2 separate regions of the Gossypium hirsutum genome follow, and region 1 is linked to region 2. The links are chromatin contacts, called in public Hi-C maps. All regions are on one chromosome and are shown on one strand. The core of a region is the stretch at or near the end of the contact, and the rest is flanking DNA. Distances in the headings are between cores, read along the strand shown. Region 1 has its middle 19 kb from the start of LOC107951063. Region 2 holds the start of LOC107897705 (protein Brevis radix-like 4).

Region 1 (2,772 bases), core at 190-2,689, 640 kb before region 2:
TTTAAAAAAGTCAGACTAACTTCAAGCAGGAAAAATTCAAACACTAAGTTTAAAAACTAATTTGAAACACTAATACGAAAATAATTGTGAAATTTAACTTTAAAAAAAAAAAGAATTTCCACGTGAAGGGAATTTGTGGACCACAATTTGGATTTGACTGGTTTTACATCCATGTCGGCTGCCACCTCTTTATTAATAGTAAGAGTTCGTCAAGAATAAATGTGGTCGTGGTCCTGACCTAACCTTATCCTGCTCCATTCAATAATATTTCTTCTTCGTATTTTAGGTTTTAAAAAAGTTTCTATTTGTCATACGTATAACTTTTTTTTTAAATACATTATTAAATTTTTACCAGAAAAAAAACAGAACACAAGAGATTTTGAGAAAGTTAAGATTCCTACAATTATTTTTTTTACTTATTTTTCAATATAAACCAAGCATTGTGGACACACACACGCAAAATATCAGCGGTTGAACATAATTAGAATATTTATTTACTATTTAAATATTTTACTTAATAAAAATTTTAACTTGGGAAGTTATGATACATTTGGTGTGAGATTAAATTAGATGGAAGATTTTATTATTATATTGTATTTTGTTATTTTAGTTTATAAAGTTAAAAGAGATTAATTTGTTATTGATTTCAAATGTTAATAAATTTTGAAATATTTATATATTTAAGAGATTAGTATAAGTTTTGTATCAAGTATTAAAAATATTTATTTGTTCTTTGAGAAACATATTTTATGAGTGCATTTAAGAGAGTAAAAAAAAAATTTATTGCTTCGCTTACTACTAATCAGTAGAAGAAGGTAGAAGCAAATGATTTAGATTTTTAAGTATAAAAGTAAAGTTGGTATACAGAGATACAATGGAACTTGAATTACTTGTATTGAATTAAAAAATAATGAATTTACTCATATAGTTAAATTTTGTAGACGTAAAAAAATTGAACTACATAAATAATTTTGTGTGTTTTTATTTTTGTTGTTTTTGTTGCAGTGCCACTTTCAGTAGACATTACTGCATCTTAATATTATTTTATCACTTCTGCATATGATTACGATGTTAAAAGTAAATTTAAAAAAAATATTAGTGTTTGATTTTAAATTTTAATATATTTATGTTGTTTTCTGGATCCATAAATACTTGGATGTTACAAGTAGAAGATGTTAAGGTTGGATATTTATCTAGTGTCTGGCCATAAATCTTCCAATTTATACAGTCCTTTTTTTGTTGTCTTTATCTATGCATATTGTAAACTGCGCTATCTTCCGGCACGAGGCTTTGCAATGAAATATTGTCTTAGTACTTATATTAGAAAAAAAAAACAAAAGAAAAAGGAAAAAAAAGGAAAAAGAAAGGCAGAGTTGACAAAATCCAATCCTAAATACTGTCTGAAAATTGACGGGGAAGGGACCATAAGTGCAAACTAAGTGGCGTCACATCTTGAAGAGAAGATGAAGTAGCGCACATCTGGGGCTCAGCCTCACCCACTTGCCCTCTTTCGTCACCTTCAATCTTTATTATTATTATTTATTTCATACAATCCCCCACGTGGGATGGGATCCGACTTCCACTCTATTACTTCCGACTCCTTTCCTATTACTACTACTTCCTATCTCTCCTCTCTATTATCAATGTTTTTACCCTAATTATAACAAAAAACACGCTGTTAAAAATAGCTTTTTTTTATAGACTTCCCGCTACATAACACTCAAATTAGGTTGGGTTACATTTGAAATTGAATTAGATGAAAATTTTATATAATAGGAAAATTACTCAAATAATATAAATAAAATTATTATTTATTGAAATAATATGGATAAAAAAATTAATTACTGAAATGATATATTTTTTATAGTAAAAAAAGGGATTTGATGAATGCCCAAATCGATATTAGTGGTATTGATTTGGGCCTTAATTTCGGGGGAATATCTGATTCAATAGTTTTGAATTGGGCCTCCCCTCAGCCTGGCATACTGACATAGATTAGACTACTCATTGAATTGGATCTTTCTTTGAAAATCATGTTGTTCTGATTGACCAAACTCAAAAAATTTTAAACAATTTTAATTTTAAATCCAACTATTTAAAAACCCAAACTAACCCTAATAAATTTATTAAACCCTAGACCTTTATAAAAACTTCTTATAAACTAACCCTAAAAAAAAACTATGTATACATACACTATGATTGTGTGTATTGTTAGCACGGATTCCCTTGGATCTATAAAAAAAATTAAATATTTATTGCCTTAGGAATAGCATGCCTGTACAAGTTCCTAAAGAAGAATGTCCAAGATTCGACATTTTCCTTTTCCACGGTGGTGAAAGTGATAGGCAAAATATTTCTATTATTTTCTTATGCAACCGCAATGAGGAGGCTCTGGCTGCCACAATTGTATCTCATTGTATGAATTGTCATAGTCACTGTATAACTCTCTCATGGCTAGTTAATTACCATCCCATGCTTTACTGTATAAAACATTGTAGCTATATCTTGTTTGCAACTCAACAACCAAGGTAACGACAGAGATGGTTGCCTTTGCTTCAACCAATGGTTTGATACATCTACATATTAATTTTGCATCAAGCTTTCAATATTCCTGATACATCAGCGTATTAGTACAAGTGTGGGGCCCTTCATATTTTTTAATCTCCAAAAGATGTGATCTCATTATAAACACAACTCACACCTTCCACTTGCAACCATTGTTAGCATGTTAACACTCGCGAATGTACAATGTTGATCTGCCACAATTTGTTG
Region 2 (2,735 bases), core at 2-2,501:
CCATTTCCCAGCGAATTTCGAAAGTGGAATAAAAATTTCTTAATATGATGGAAAGCGAAAATCCAGAAAAAATAAGTGCGCGGCGCACCTGAATCGTATCCTCTTGAGATCGTTGCCGCCGCGAGGAAGTGAAACAAAGGTAATAAGCACGCCAGGCTCCACCTGAGCCACCCACTCTTTAGGCTCACTTTCTTCGACGAACACGACCGTGTCCACTCGGCGTCCGCTCAACGATTTCGGCGTCCCTTCTCCGCTCGAACTCGACATCCCTTTCAACCTTGCTTCCATCTCCTTCCCCCACGTCCTCGGCGTCGCTGAGCTCGAACTCCCCGTCCGACGATAAGACCATCTGAACCTGTCCGAGTCCGCGTCAGACTCGCCCATGTTCCTCAACCGACTCTGCGCCGTGCAGGGGTTACAGTGCCTGTACGCCCCCGACGCCTTTAGCGCCATGTCCTTCAACTAAACCACACAGTCATTAAAGCCAAACAAAGAACGAAGAACCGGAAAACCTTGACGTCGTAAATCTGAAAGCTAATTACCTGCGAAGTGAGGGATTTGATGGCTTGGTTGTGCTTAGTGTTAGGAGTAGTGGAAGAGTCCATTTCCTCTTGTTGACTCACCGAGTCATCACCAGGTTGCTTGGAACGAGCTATGCACGTCAGCATTGTTGTTTCGAAATTCTCTGAAAGCTGAGAAATCTTCTGTTTAAATAAAAAGCAATACATTGAAAACTACATTTATGATTTGTCAGAATTTGAGAACTAGATTATACAATAAACAAGTTTTCGAGTTTACCGTACAGAGAAGCAAAATTTAATGCAAACCCAGAAATCTGAGGATCAGTGGTGGGTAAGAGAGAACTAAGGGTTTTTTTTCTTTCTTTTTTCCTCTGAAGTTTCAGGGACCTGGAGCCCGATATTCGAGACTCAGGTAGCTCTTTAATGATGCCACGTTTAATTAAAAAGGATCAAAGATTCTCTGCGCCAACCCAAAATAAAAACAAAATTAAACAACAAAAAGGGTTTTAATAAAAGAAAAGAAAAAAGATGGAAGAGATAAAACCAAATTATAATCTCCTCAATCTCATCGAAGGAGCTATGGGTCTAATGGGATAAATGCACTCATTGCACTGCAGTTGTTGCTGTATATTGGTAGTAGAAGAGTGTGGTTGGTGTAGGCCGTTGCTGGGCTCAGATGATGTTTCCTTTACCTTTTTAATACACTGTGTGATCCGATGATGAAATGATTGGTGCGTGATGCTGATTGCTGAGCTTCTGCTTTTGTTTTTTTCTCAGTTTTCAAAAAGCCCACTGGAGAGACTCGATGGGCTTAGTTTCATCATTGGAAGGCCGAAGAACTCGTTTAACTTGGGCTATGTTATCAACTCGTGAGTGCCATTAATAATGATAGTGAGAGATTTGGCATTTGTGCATGTTGATCATTTACCATCTACCTGAAGTGGTGTGGTGTATCAGATCTTCCAACCCATTTCCAAAACAAATTTCCTTTTATTACTAATATTGATGTAAAACTTTTGACAGAGGGTTGTCTGTTTTAGAACTAGTTTAATCATTCTCAACAACCTAGTGTTGCGGGTTTGTGTTTTTAGGGCAATTGGTCAATATAAATTGAGGCAAATTGGAGCTGAAAAATCATTGATTTAATTGCAGGAACGTGTACATCGTTGAGCGATTCGGGTCTATCTACACATATCCGCTCCCACTCACGTGGCTTCCATTCCCAAGCGTATATGTCAGAAAGCATCTTTAGTTTTTGGCACATAACAAACATTATTAATTACTCCGAAATATTAGACTCAAAACACCTCTCCAACCTCCAATCACCGTTGAAATCCACCCATTTCTAATTTCCATCACCACCGCCGTCTGATGCTTTGACCACCGTAGTTTCTATCGTCAATCCGGCGGCTCCCAACAGATTATACCGCAGGCTCAGGCTTTAAAAAAAGTCCAAAAAGGAGACGCTAGCCTCCTTAGCCATCCCCGACCCACAGTGGGACCCTCGCCAGAGGAATCTGGAATATCAAAATAAAGGAGTCTGTTTGAAGCTTAAATAAGACCCAATCTCATACTTCCACCTCTAACTCCGGTGGTGGCTGTCATTATCTTTTATTGTCACCGGCTCAAGTGAGAAGAAAAAAGCCCCCCGCCCCTTTTTTTCTTTCACAATTAATGAGAGTCTTAGTATCAGATTCTCATTAGTCTCCGTTAATGAAACAAACCTGTATTATATTTTGGCATTAAATAACGATGTCGTTTTTGCGGCGGAGGAAGGGGACGGATTCCTCGAAGTCCCAGAACTTACGGTGCAACATCGTAAAGGAAGATGAGAAGAATAACCTATACGAGAGCCCCAGGAAAGAAAGCTATAATTCCAAGAAATGGTCATGTTGGGACAGTTGTTGTTGGTTCATTGGTTTTGTATGTTCGGTGTGGTGGTTCTTGTTATTACTTTACAATACAATGCCTGCTTCGATTCCGCAATATGTAACGGAGGCGATAACAGGGCCGTTGACGGACCCACCCGGGGTCAAGTTGCGGAAAGAGGGCTTGACGGTGAATCACCCAGTTGTGTTCGTCCCTGGGATCGTCACCGGTGGGCTCGAGCTTTGGGAAGGCCACCAGTGTGCTGAAGGGTTGTTTAGGAAACGCCTTTGGGGTGGCTCCTTTGGGGAACTGTATAAAAGGTATTAGCTTTTGCCTTTTACTTTT

The links. A called contact is a pair of places that touch in the nucleus more often than the background predicts.
Region 1: a contact with region 2 is called in a Hi-C map of leaf, with 1.9 times the contacts expected there. The contact joins the enhancer-like site here to the promoter of LOC107897705 in region 2. A contact is called at or near these places in 5 of 34 Hi-C or Micro-C datasets (callus and leaf).

Annotation. Positions count from the first base shown.
Region 1 is chrA06:20,169,883-20,172,654 of Gossypium_hirsutum_v2.1, reverse strand. No RefSeq gene overlaps it. Among protein-coding and RNA genes, the nearest start is that of LOC107951063, 19 kb to the left of the region's middle. Within about 2 kb of position 1,439, at least 3 of the 9 cell types and tissues checked have an H3K27ac peak or open chromatin away from gene starts, as enhancers often do. A contact at or near this core is called in leaf, where this site is marked.
Region 2 is chrA06:19,527,353-19,530,087 of Gossypium_hirsutum_v2.1, reverse strand. It overlaps LOC107897705 (protein Brevis radix-like 4), which reads right to left and starts at 1,251. Exons shown (of 6, transcript XM_041115295.1): 1 at 799-1,251; 2 at 543-701; 3 at 89-462. The coding sequence starts at 668. LOC107897707 (phospholipid:diacylglycerol acyltransferase 1) reads left to right here and starts at 1,496. Exons shown (of 7, transcript XM_041115292.1): 1 at 1,496-2,710. The coding sequence starts at 2,274.